2 separate regions of the Sus scrofa genome follow, and region 2 is linked to region 1. A link is a contact called in public Hi-C data. All regions are on one chromosome and are shown on one strand. The core of a region is the stretch at or near the end of the contact, and the rest is flanking DNA. Distances in the headings are between cores, read along the strand shown. Region 1 holds the start of SPATA24 (spermatogenesis associated 24). Region 2 holds the start of CXXC5 (CXXC-type zinc finger protein 5).

Evidence for each region. Hi-C and Micro-C count contacts between places; a contact is called where the count stands out from the background.
Region 2: a contact with region 1 is called in a Hi-C map of subcutaneous adipose tissue, with 1.6 times the contacts expected there. The contact joins the promoter of CXXC5 here to the promoter of SPATA24 in region 1. A contact is called at or near these places in 5 of 47 Hi-C or Micro-C datasets (psoas muscle, skeletal muscle and subcutaneous adipose tissue) and 1 of 2 datasets of contacts at active chromatin or transcription factors (skeletal muscle).

What each region holds. Positions count from the first base shown.
Region 1 is chr2:141,290,244-141,296,572 of Sscrofa11.1, forward strand. SPATA24 (spermatogenesis associated 24) reads right to left here and starts at 2,951. Exons shown (of 6, transcript NM_001177922.1): 1 at 2,808-2,951; 2 at 1,089-1,154; 3 at 731-861; 4 at 569-639. The coding sequence starts at 2,924.
Region 2 is chr2:141,478,233-141,484,561 of Sscrofa11.1, forward strand. CXXC5 (CXXC-type zinc finger protein 5) reads left to right here and starts at 2,760. Exons shown (of 5, transcript XM_021084872.1): 1 at 2,760-2,860.

The DNA of each region.
Region 1 (6,329 bases), core at 1,701-4,200:
CTGTTTCTTTTCTTTTCATTTCTTTAGGGCCACACCTGTGGCAAATGGAGGTTCCCAGGCTAGGGGTTGAATCAAAGCTACAGCTGTCGGTCTACACCACAGCCACAGCAAGGCCAGATCCGAGCCGCGCCCAAGACCTACACTGCAGCTTGCAGCAACGATGGATCCTTAACTTGCTGAGATGGCCAGGGATCAAACCCACATCCTCATGGATACTAGTTGGGTTCTTAACCCACTGAGCCACAACGGGAACTCGCACTATTTCTAATAGTCACCAAAAGGGGGAAAACAAAAAGGTGGACTAAGAAGGTCGCATGTTTCAAGAAAAATGGGAGCGAGCCCGTTCCTTTATGGCCACGAGGAATATCGTACACCCACCGCTTCCCTCATTTCCGTGGCCTGCCTGGTCCCTGAAGGCCTTTGCGGAGGTGTGGTCCGGCTGGGCTTGCCTGTATCCTCAGCCGGGGACAGAAGTTGGGGTGAAACCCTGCCCTGGACACAGGCACCGGGCTGGTAGGGAGGAGCCCATGTATGTAAGCGTGGGAGGGAGTGCGGGCCTCCCGCCTACCATTGCACTTGGTGATGAGCTGGTCCTTCTTGCTGGACTCCTGCAGGGCTCTGCTCTTGACACTGGAGAGCCTGCGTGGAGAAGATAAGAAAGGGTGGGAAGGCCGATGGGCAGGTGGGGCACCCCCCCCCACGCCATCCCCCACTACCAAGGCCCACTCACGCCTTTTCAAAGGCCAGCTTCTCTTTCTCCAGCTGTTTGGACAGCACCTCTACCTCTCCGAGGGCAAACTGCAGCTTCTCCTCTTCCTTGGCCAGGAGGACCTTGGTCTTGGCATGGGCAGCTTTCTCTTCCTGCAGGGGCAGCAGTGGTAACCTCATTACCCTAAGCCACGCTGGGTCTCCTAGGCTCCCTTAATCAGCCCTCTCTCAGGGCGGCACAGAGAAGCCAGGGGACAGAAAGACTGAGTTCTTACTGTCAGGGCTCGAGGCTCTCAGAGGCAATACTCAAGGATTCTGCCCAACCACAGGGATCCTGGGAAATGGGGGAAGATCAGAAGCTGACAGGGGCCATCACTTACCACCAGCTTTTTTTCCACTGCCTGGAACTCTTCTTTACTGACAAAATTTTCGTCCTGGAGAACCATCTGCAACAGAGCCTGGCTCAGGGAAGGCCTGGGGCTGGGGTGACAGGGGTGTTCTCTAGGGACCAGGACCAAGGAGAAAGAATGGAATGAAGCCCAGGACACCTAGGATGACACTGGGGCCCACGGAAGGGAGAGTTCCATTCCACAAGATTCATGGATGCTCAGCTCTGGGTTGAGGAGCAACCGGTCTCATGGAGAAGGCAGCCCATGGCCAGCCCTTCCAGTGTGGTGTGGGCCATGATGAAGTACAGAGGGCCGTGGTAGCCACAGGAGGGCCCAGACCCGGCCTGGGGAAGGGTCAGAACTGTTTCGAGGGAAAGAGATGTCCACCTGGTATCTGACTGCTAAATATGGGTGGGCCAGAAGAAAAGAAGGGAAGAGAAAAGTGTTCCAGAGAGTGAGGACACATATGCAAAGGCCAGCTGCCAACCAAAAGACCTGGGTACCCAAGTACCCAGCTAATTCAGTGCCCAGAACTGCATACAACTGTCAGAGCAAGAAACAGGTGTGAAGTCAGTTTTATTCTGACTCTGCCTTCTTATCACGAGAAAAAACAAAAATAGAAAAACCATGGACTTTAGCTGGCCAGGACTTTACCATGCCTGTCCAGGTAATCTGTGGCTCCAAAGCTTTGCACCCAAGAACTGGGGTTTGATTGATAAGGCAAAAGCAAAGGTACATAATGGGGTTGGAAGCCTGTAAGTCAACATGTGAAGAGCCAGTTCTGTGCTTACTGCACTCAGCACGGGGAGGGGATTCCCTAATAGGAAGGATGTATAGGTTCTTTGCACATAAGGGCCTTGAGACGTCATTGAAGTCCCCTCCAATTAGAAATGGGGAAACTGGGAGCTCCCCTCGTGACTCAGTGGTTAAGGAACCCAACTAGGATCCATGAGGACACGGTTTTGATCCCTGGCCTTGATCAGTGGGTTAAGGATCTGGCGCTGCTGTGAGCTGTGGTGTAGGTTGCAGACACAGCTCAGATCTGGGGTTGCTGTGGCTGTGGTGTAGGCCGGCAGCTGTAGCTCCGATTCGACCCCTAGCCTGGGAACCTTCATATGCTGCAGGTGTGGCCCTAAGAAAAAATTTTAAAATTAAAAAAAATAAAGAAATGGAGAAACCGAAGCTCAGCGAATAGACAGGCATATCTACCAGGCCCTGTACAACCAGGCAATGAGAATAGAGAACTTTTTTTGGGGGGGGGCTTTTTATGAGCATACGGAAGTTCCCAGCCAAGGGGTCGAATGAGAGCTGCAGCTGTCAGCCTACAACACAACCACAGCAACACGGGATCCAGCCAGCCCTCTGCGATCTACACAACAGCTCACGGCAAGCCAGATCCGAAACCCACTGAGCGAGGCCAGGGATCTAACCGCGTCCTCATGGATACTAGTCAGGTTGTTAACCACCGGGTCATGAGGGGAACTCCCTAGAACTTGGTTAGGTCTAAAATTCCCTGGTAAATATTCATGAGACACTACCCCTTTCTGGCTCCACCCCTACCAGCCAGAACACAACTGGGCCCCGCCTCCTTCTGATGACGCCACTAGCAGGTGCTCTAGGCACGCCCCTGGCGTCAGAACAGGGTCTGGCCCCGTCCCCACCATTTAGGCGTCCAGTCTGGCCTCTCCCCCAGCTCTCCTGGCTGCGTACCACGTTTCTCAGCTGGTGGATCAGTTCCTCCTGAGACTCAATCACGTCCCGCAGTTGATCGAAGGCGAGACACACCGATCCTGACCCCCCCTGCGACCACCCGAGGGGCGTCGCCATCTTTAGCCCCCGCCAGCTCGTTGGAAATGGCTGCCGCGGGCAGCCTCACGTCCGTCGCCCACCAATGAGAATGCGACGCCACAGAGCACCTTGGCAACCGGGGGCGGGGACTTCCTTTGTTAGCAGCGGTAGGGCTCGCCTCTTAAAGGAGCCGTTCACTAAGAGGCGGCACATGGGGCAGAGAACTAACACCATTCGTAATCGAAGTTTATAGAGGATTTGAACATGTATTATACGGTGTTTCTCACACAGGCCTGAGGAGCAGGCAGGCCCGACCTATACTTACTGTAAGGGCTGAGGAGCAGATACCAGCCCCTTGGCCTTTCCCCTGGGCCCATTAAACTGCAAGTCCGCGAAGCAAGAGTCAGCTAAGGCAACCGCTGCATCTTTAGCTTCATACGTCTCATCATCCCACTCTAATCGCTAATTCCCCTTATTGTAGGAGCCTCCGGCTTCCTGTGATCCCTCTTCCTCCTGGGAATACACTTAGCACTTAGTGGACCTGAGTCCAGGCAAAGAAGTGGAGCTCAAGAATGGAAAAGGAGAGTGGCTTTACCTAGAATAAGGCTCCTTGGAGTTCCCTGGTGGCTCTGCAGGTTAAGAACCCACTGTTGTCACTGTTGTGGCATGGGTTCCATCCCTGGCCCTGGGGACTTCTGCGTGCTGCTGGCAAGGCCGAAAATAATACATATATACATACATACATATATACATAAATACATTTTAAAAAGAAAAAAAAAGATTCCTCATACTCCAGTACTAGGCTCCGGGCAGCCACACTGGGGCCATGTGTGGCCATGTCAAGGCACTGGGGAGGGCCCTGGAGAGCCTGAAGAGATGAGAACTGAAGTGGGCGAGCAGGAGACTTGTCAAATGGAAGCAGGGAAGGATAAGATGATCACACATCTCCGCCAATGCCTACTGAGGGCTTTTTTTGAAAGACAAATAAGATTATGCTTGGGGTAAACCAGAGCTAATATTTATTAAGTATTGACTCTTCGTGACATCATTATGCCCTTTTTCTTTTTCTTTTCTTTTCGGCTTTTTAGGGCCACACCTGTGGCATATGGAGGTTCCCAGGATAGGGGTCGAATTGGAGCTACCACTGCCAGCCTACACCACAGCTACAGCAACAGATCTGAACCACGTCTGTGACCTACACCACAGCTCATGGCAACGCCGGATCCTTAACCCACGGAGTGAGGCCAGGGATCAAACCCATGTCCTCATGGATACTAGTCTGGTTTGTTACCACTGAGCCACGAGGGGAACTCCCATTATGCCTTATTACTAGTATTTCATGTGATTTTCATAATAACCTTGTAAAGTAGTTTCTAATGTCTCCATTTTACAGATGAGAAAATGCAGCTTCTATGAGAATGAATAACTCAACAAGCCAAGGTCACCCAAGCTAGTGAGACTTGGAACAGGGTTTTGATGGGCAGTTTGACTTCACAGTCCAAGTTTTTGTTTGTTTTTTTATGGGTACATCAGCAGCATATGGAAGTTCCCTGGCCAGGACTGAATTCCCAGCTGCAGCTGTGACCTATGCTGCAGCTGCAGCACCTCTGGATCCTTTAACCCACTGCCCAGGATGCCTCCACAGTGATCTGAGCCGCAGCAGTTGGATGCTTAACCCAAAACTGAGGTTCTGGGTTCCTCTTCATGGGCTGCTTGGGCTTGCACAGAGCATGACAACCGAGTTTAAAAGAAAGCATGCAGGAATTCCATTTCGTGGTGCAGCGGAAACAAATCCGACTAGGAACCATGAGGTTGCAGGTTCGATCCTGGGTCTTGCTCAGTGGGTTAAGGATCCGGCGTTGCTGGGAGCTGTGGTGTAGGTTGCAGATGAGGCTCAGATCCTACATTGCTATGGCCATGGCGTAGGCTGGCAGCTATAGCTCTGATTAGACCCCTAGGCTGGGAACCTCCATGTGCAGTGGCTGCGGCCCTAAAAAAAAAAAAAGAGAGAGAGACAATAAATAAATAAATAAATTAATTAATTAATTAATTAATTAATTAAAAAAAAAAAAAAAAGAAAGCATCCAAAGTGATGAAATGGAAATTGCGTTCCTTAAGGCCTGGGCCTAAAAACCGCCATCGTGTCACTTCTGCACAACTCTATTGGTCAAGGAACCACAGAGCAGAGGGGACATGTTCCAACTTTTTTTTCTCCCTAAGGCTGCATATGAGGCATATGGAGGTTCCCAGGCTAGGGGTCGATTAGGAGCTACAGCCACCAGTCTAAACCACAGCCACAGCAACACCAGATCCAAGCCTTATCTGCAACCTACACCATAGCTCACGGCAATGCCGGATCCTTAACCCACTGAGTGAGGCCAGGGATTGAACCTGTGTCCTCAAGAAAACTAGCTGGGTTCGATACTGCTGAGCTACAATGGGAACTCCCCATCCTACCTTTTTTTTTTTTTTTGTCTTTTTAGGGCCACACCTGCGGCATATGGAGATTCCCAGGCTAGGGGTCTAATCGGAACTGTAGCTACCAGTCTACACCAGAGCCACAGCAACGTGGGATCCGAGTTGTGTCTGCGACCTACACCACAGCTCACGGCAACTCCGGATCCTTGACCCGCTGAGTGAGGCCCGGGATCGAACCCGAAACCTCATGGTTCCTAGTTGGATTCGTTTCCACTGCGCTATGATGGGAATTCCTCTCCATCCTACCTTTCGATGGGAGTAGTTTCAAAGAATTTGAGCTATAGGTCCAGAGAAGTCCTGACAGGTGACAAGTCATTTCCTTCAAGGTTCAGTTCAAATAAAATCAGACTAGAACTTGGGGGAGACAGATAATCATCAACTAAACATTCACATAAATCCCAATTTAAGTCATTATTCAAGTAAATAACATTATAGCTATGACAGGTGCAAGAAAGAGAGCAATGAGAGAAATTTAAAAGAGCCCAATCTGGGGTGTCAGAGAAGGCTGTGAGGAAGAGACGTTTGAGCTGAGACCTATTAAGGTGACTGGGAGGCACTTAGCAAGGGGGGCAGGGCCAGGTGAGTGGGAAGGGGCCCCAGAAAGAGGGAACAGTATACACAAAAGCTCCTTGGGCACAAGGGTTGCCAGCGTGTAGTAACTAAAAGGCTAGTACAGCAGAAAAGAAAAAGATGTATAGGACAAGCAAGGGTAGAGGCCAGAAACTCGGTTGAGCTTAGTCAAGCATTCGGTCAAGATGAAGACTTGGCTGACTTTTATTCTGGAGGCAAGATAGGTACGGAAATATTTTAAGCAAGAGGGTGACATGCTGTAACTTATGGTTTGAAAAGATCTCCCTGGTTGCAGAGAGGTGTACAGATCGGAGAGGGCCCAAACAGATGCACGGAGACTTATGCTGGTGCAGCTACTGCAGGGGCTTCTGTCAGAGAGAGTGGATGGTAATTTGA
Region 2 (6,329 bases), core at 1,510-4,009, 190 kb after region 1:
GTGGTTCTGACCTGGAGTGGCGTGAGGATCCGGGTCTCTTTCCACTTCTGAATTCCAGGAGAAGCCGAAGACTCCAAGAGCTGCCCTCCAACCCGGGCCAGGCGCCTGTCAACACCCCTTCCCTGAGAACGTCGCCCCTGGGATCCCCTGACTCATGTCCATGGCCGCCTGCAGAACCTTGGCCTTTGCCCTCTGACCTGGGGAGGTGGGCAGAGGTCTGGGAGGAAAATGTGGACTTGTAATTCCCTGGGGGGGAGAAATCACACACACCACACACACACACACATACACACACCCCCCATGGATCTCAGCATGAAGCTTTTTTTCAGGGTGCAGGGCCTGATCCTGCCTTCGCCCTAGGCTTCAGCAGCCCTGCAGGTCTGTTTCATCTCTTGGGGCCCAATCTGCTGAGGCCTGCTACTGACTCCTGGGGGACAGGTCACAGTCTGGGCCTCAGCTTCCCCAGAAAAAGCAGATGGTGGCTGGCCAAGAGTTTGGAGATCCTGGAGCTTCTAGGCCTGGGATCCTGTCTCCTTTTCCCCATATGGTCAGTGCCCAACACAGTCCCTGACACTTGGGCTGGGCCCCAGAATATCTGCCTTTAAGCAGTTTGAGGCCGATAGCCTGGAGGTGTTTGTCTTAAAACTGTGTTCCCAGAGCAGGTACCTTGCTTCACTCGCATGGTATGTCTATTTGGGGTGGCGCTGAGGAAGGCTGCTGGTGAGGAGAAGGAGAGGCTCCTCGGGGCCTCCCCTAGGGAGCCATTCCTGGGCACACAGTGAGGGGAGGACCCTTCTCGGCATTTGTGGAAGGAGCAGAGTGTCCACGAGAGGCTCGCTCCCTGTGGCCTGGGAGGTCAGGGGAGCCATCTGACACCTGCCTCACAACCTTATCCCCTGGCTGGGTCAAGGTCCCAAAAGCCACCTTTAGATGGCTCGGAAGGTGGGCACCAGGGGCTGCTCCTGGGAGACACAGGCCTCAGGCCCTCCACCCCCCAGGCAGGCCACCCAGAGGAGAGGAAGCAGAGAGGTGGCAGCTTGTTTCGCTTCTTTCACAGAGGCGACTCCTGTGGCACCCAGGTCTCTGCAGCAAACTCCCTGTTATCAGGTGTATCCCCAGGCAGACTTCCCGCACGGTCCTCCCCCTCTTCCACTAGGGTCTCCGGTTGGTCGGGGGCTGTGTTGTCTCTGCTAGCAGAGGAAGACAAACCCACCCCCACGAATTCCACAGAAGGGAAGGAAACGTTCCACGCTGGCACTATCGGCAGTTCGGGATTATATGAGTGGGCCTGGGGCTGGCTCTATGGGTCACTGAAGAGATGAGAAGAGGACATCTGCAGCCTTAGGATTAGCCCAAGCTGGGCAGATGGAGGGGCACCGAGTGGTGCTCAGGATATGCGGGCCCAAATCTGTACCCACTGGGCTTTTGTTCTCTTTCAGCCGGTATCTGTCTGTCGAGCAATGCTCTGTGCTAGGCACTGTCTCAGGCTGAGTTTACACTTCGCGGTCCCGTCTCAGGGCCACAATGCAGTCGCTTTAGCTCCAGGACTCAGGGCTTGGGGTGGCGCCGGCACAGGAAACAAAATGCCCTTCCTCGGCTCGGTTTCCTCATCTGTGAAATGGGGACAGGAACCTCGGCTCCCTTTCTCCCGGAGAACTAGAGCCCACCGAGTTCGGGAAAGCGCCCTGGGAAGGGAGGAGTCCTTCAACACGCGTCTAATTCCGAGAGTGCTCGGCTAGGAGTTCCCGACCCTACGCGCCGCTGAGCCGCGGGGCGCGGCCAAACCCTCAGCACCGGTCCTTGCAGCTTGGCGGCCGGCCGAACAGAGGGGACAGAGGGGCGGCGGATTTCCTCGTCAGGTGCGTCGCCGAGCGCATGCCCTCCTCACAAAACGAGAGAGGTCCTCTTATGTATTTATTTATTTATTTTTGTAAAGTTGCGGAGAAAGAGGTGAAGACGGGGCGCGCCGGGGAGCTGAGCCAGGGCCGACCAGGTCAGGGCGCGGAGAGCTGGAGGCGCAGTGGCTGCAGCTCCAGCCTCAGAGCCTGCGGCGTCCAAGTGGCCAGGGCTGCGTCGGGAGGGAGGGAGCGTCGAGTCCGGTCCGGGTTTTGCCGGCAGCCCCCGGGCAGCGTTCAGAGCTCCTGCCCCGGCGGGCGCGCGGCGGCGGCGGCGGCGGCGGCGGCAGAGGCGGCGGAGCCTGAGCGGGGATGTAGAGGCGGCGGCACTGGCGGCAGCAGAGGCGGCGGCGGCGGCGAGAGCAGGCGCCGGAGCCGAGCGAGAAGAGCGGCAGGACCTTGTTCCCCGAAGCCGGGCCCCGCGTCCCAGCCCTGCCCAGCCCGCGCCCAGCCATGCGCGCCGCCTGCTGAGTCCGGGCGCCTCACGCTGCGCCCTCCGCCAGCCGCGCCGCGCTGCGCTCGGGGGTGATTAGTTGCTTTTTGTTGTTTTTTAATTTGGGCCGCGGGGAGGGGGAGGAGGGGCAGGTGCTGCAGGCTCCCCCCCCCTCCCCGCCTCCGGCCAGCCGCGGCGGCGTGACTCCGGCTCCGGCCCCGGGCACGGCGGGCGGCGCGGCTGGAGCGGAGCGCACCGCGGCGGCTGTGCCCAGAGAGGAGCGCAGCTCTCCGCCCCGCCCCTCCCCCTCGGCCTCGCGGCGGCGGCGGCGGCGGCGGCGGCGGTGGCGGCTTGGACGACTCTGAGAGCCGGTAGGTGTCGGGCCACGGCCCTCCCCCGACCCCCCGGAGGCCGGCCCCCTCCCCTTCCCCGCCTACCTCCCTCTCCTCCCCGGGGCCCGGTGCGCGGCCGGGGCCGGAGTTCGCTGCAAGTCGGCGGAAAGTTTGGCGGCGCGGGCTCCCCCGAAGTTCAGGTGCGGAGAGCCAGGGACGGGGAAGGAGGGGTCCGGGTTTGGGTGGGGCAGGGGGTGCCGGTGGCCTGAGCCCGGGAGCCCCGGCGGCTGGGAGCCCGAGCTCCGGGGATCGCTCGGTGGCCTCTGCTATACTCCAGCCTCCCCAAGCCGCAGTCAGCTCGGTCGCAGATCACTGAGTTCAGACAAAAAGAGGGGTTTTAGGGTCGGGGACGGCGGCTTGGGCGCCATGGATTGGGGCTGGGGCTCCTGTCCCCTCCCCAGGTCCTCGAGCCTGAGGGCTCAGGGGCGGCGGGAGCCCGGGTCCTCACCTCTCGGTGTTGGGCGGGCGCTCCGCCTGCGGGGGCGGCTGATTGGAGCTCTCCGGCGCGCACTCCCCCCACCATGCCCCATTCGCAGCCTGGTGTTTGGGGGGCGACGGTAACTGCTCTTAATGCCCTGGACCACGCGTGGCTGAGTCTCCCCCTCCACTTGAGGGGGCGGTGGCCACTTCTACATTTCCCCTCCGGCTCCTCGCCCCCGCTGCCCGCGGGGTGCCTGGCGGGCTGATCAAGTTTGACCTTCTTTTTCCGTTAAAGGATCACCCCCCACCACCGCTGCTCCCCGCGGCCTCGTTCTCCCATCCTCCCCAGCCCTGGGGAGTCTTTCAGGCTGGCTCTCGAGCCCCGCGTGGCCAAACAGCAGGCAAAGCCAGGGTGGGAGACTGGGGGTGTTCCTCTCGCTGCGGAGCTGTGGGAGGCGGGTGTCCCAGGCGCCTGCCTCGCTGCTCTGGCTCCAAATTTACCCGTGAAGTTTGGGCCCCAGCCCCCCCTCCCCTTTGCTTCCCCGGAGCGAGGGGCTGCACCGCCTCGGGAAGAATGTGTTAATTTTCTTGCCGGGGGAAGTTGTCCTCGCCCGGAATGGGCTGCTTCCCGGCGGGGAGCGCGGGGTGCGTCAGGCTTTGTTTATTTGTAGGATCAACAGAAAGTGAGTGACCCCGGTTTTTAAATGGGGGGCTGCCCCTGGGACCTGTCAGGAGAGCCGAAGCGCTCAAGGAGGGACTAGGTTCGCTTTTTGCTACCCCCCCCCCCCCGCTTTAGGAATCGGAAAAGGTGCGCGGAGTTGGGCTGGTGCCACGGGCTGCGAGGAGGCAGCCGCAGATTTGGGGGTTCTGTAGGGACCCATCCGGAAAGACTCGTGCCCTCCCCTTGTCTCCTGCGACGGGGGGGGGTGCTGAAGGGTTGGCAGCCGCACCCTCCTTGGCCCCCCTCGACCCTGGGTGGTCTGAGAGTCGCTTCTTGGGATGGAAGGGGCTGGGGCGGGGGTGGGGGGGGCGGCCCCGGCGAGGCAGCCTCTGGCCCTCCGCCTCCCTGCGCCGCGGGCGCTGTTCCGAGCCCTGGGTTTTGTGGCGGGCCCGCCGTCCCCTCCCCGCGTTGGCGCAGGAAGCACTGGGGAGGGGGCGTGTGCGGTCGTTCGGCCCTCGCCCCGCCGGAGCCGCCCCAGGGCGACCGGCAAACAGAGTCCCTTTCAAGTTTTCCGCTGGGGCCGCCTGGCGGGGGCTGCGTGCGCGGTGGCTGCGGACTTGTTTGGAGCGCTATTTGAACGCCCGGCGCCACCTCAGCTGCCCCGGCTCGCGGGGGCGGGCGGGCGGGGGGGGGGTGGCTGTCCCTGCAGCTGAGAGCGTTTAAATGAGACGTCCTTAGGGGGTGGCCCGAACGCGCCCTGATCCCGCTCCCGAAGGACCCCCGTAGCTTGGGTGCCAACCGAGGAAACCCGGGAGCTGCGCCCCGAAGCCTCCTCCTCCACAGCCCTTTGGAGAGCGATTCGAGGCGACTGAGGCCCGCGCTACCTACTACTTCGTAGTGTTGATTTAGCAGTTTCCCTGGATGAGGCTCAAGTAAGAGCTGCGGGGGGGGGGAGTGGCCCGCTCTGCAGCTGTCACCCCCTTCCCAGAACTCACCCCCTTCTCAGAACGGAAATTGTCCTCTCTCCTTGGGGAGGAGATGATTTTTGCCCTGGGAAGGGGTGGGAACAGCTGAGGGAGGTTGGCCTCTGAGCGCTCAGTGGGTCCTGGGGATCCTGGTGGAAGCCCCCCTCCAACCCCGGTAGGAGCCCCGCGCTACCAGGAGGGCAGGAGCTGGGCTTGCCCCTCCCTCTCCCGTGCCACCTCCCTTTCCTGGGTGGGGGCAGAGGTTCCTCCGCCGCCGAAGGCAGACCCTCGGCTGACTGGCTGTCCTTTGGTGCCTTATTTATGTGTGTATTTGGGCCCGGCTGCCGCCCCCCCCCCCCCCCCGCTCAGCAGGTGACCCTGGCCAGGGCCTCCTATCTCTCCCCGACAGAGCCTGTTGACTTACCCGTGGGCCAGCGGCCTCGTCTTTATCACGTGAGGCCTGGAATGTCCACCCGGCAGGGCTGGGCTGGGTGGGGGGAGGGGAGGGGAGGGGAGCCTTCTGCATCCAGGGCCCAGGCCAGCTCAGGCCTGTGTTCTCTGGGTTCCCACTGTGACCCCCACCGCTTTCTGGCTCTTTCAAGCTTTCTGCCTACCTTCGACCCACTTGCCAAGTGTGAAACTGAGGCTCATAGGGGTGTGAGAGGCAGGCTGGCATCTCGCTCGAGGACCAAGTCTCTGGGAGTCAGATACCTTCTTTAGCGCTCCACCTGTTTAGGGAAGAGTGGAATGGAAGTGGGGGCCCTCTCTGGGAGGAAGGCGTGTGGGCTGGCCTGAGGTCCACTGACTTTCCAGGGTGCGGGATAAGGTGGGGGCATGGCAGGATCCCCATGAGCCAGACCCGGGCCTACTCTCCTAGAGCGCCTGTCTGGACCCTGAAGTCTGGACGAGCTCCCCCAGCACTGTGCTTTGAAGCCTGCTTTAACGCGCCAAGAATGGGGCGGACCTTCCCGTTGGCATTATTATTGCCCCGTCTTTATGTCTAATTCCCTTATTCCTCGGCCCAGTGTGTATTTATTGAGCCCCTACTGTGTGTCAAGCCCCACCCTACTGGGGGTGCCGGCACCAATCGCTGACTCTGTTCCTGCTTTGGAGGCAGGCCCAGGGTAGAAGCTCCGCCCTCTGTCTCCACCCCCTGGGGCCCTGAATGGGGCTTTCCCATTTTTTTTTCTGGGGCTCTCCCTTTCTTACCCCCACCCCCTGATCCTGTCCTAGCCTGTGTATGCGATGGTTGTGTGTGTGTGTGTGTGTGTGTGTGTGTGTGGAGTGTCCTTGATTAAGTGTATTAATAGTTAAACTCTCACTCATAGCTGGAACTCACCAGACCACAAAAAGCCTCCCCGGTTACTCACGCGCTACTGCCCAACAAGAATATCCCACTCAAGTTTTTTTTTTTTTTTTTGTATTCTCTTACTTCTCCCTTTATTCCCCCCAACTCTGAACCCACCTCCCAGGCTGCGGGCACTGAGAAAGGACTGCCCCCTCAGAGACCCAGGCATCTCCAACCATTCCACCTGCCCTCTAAAGCCCAGGGCAGTGTCAGCT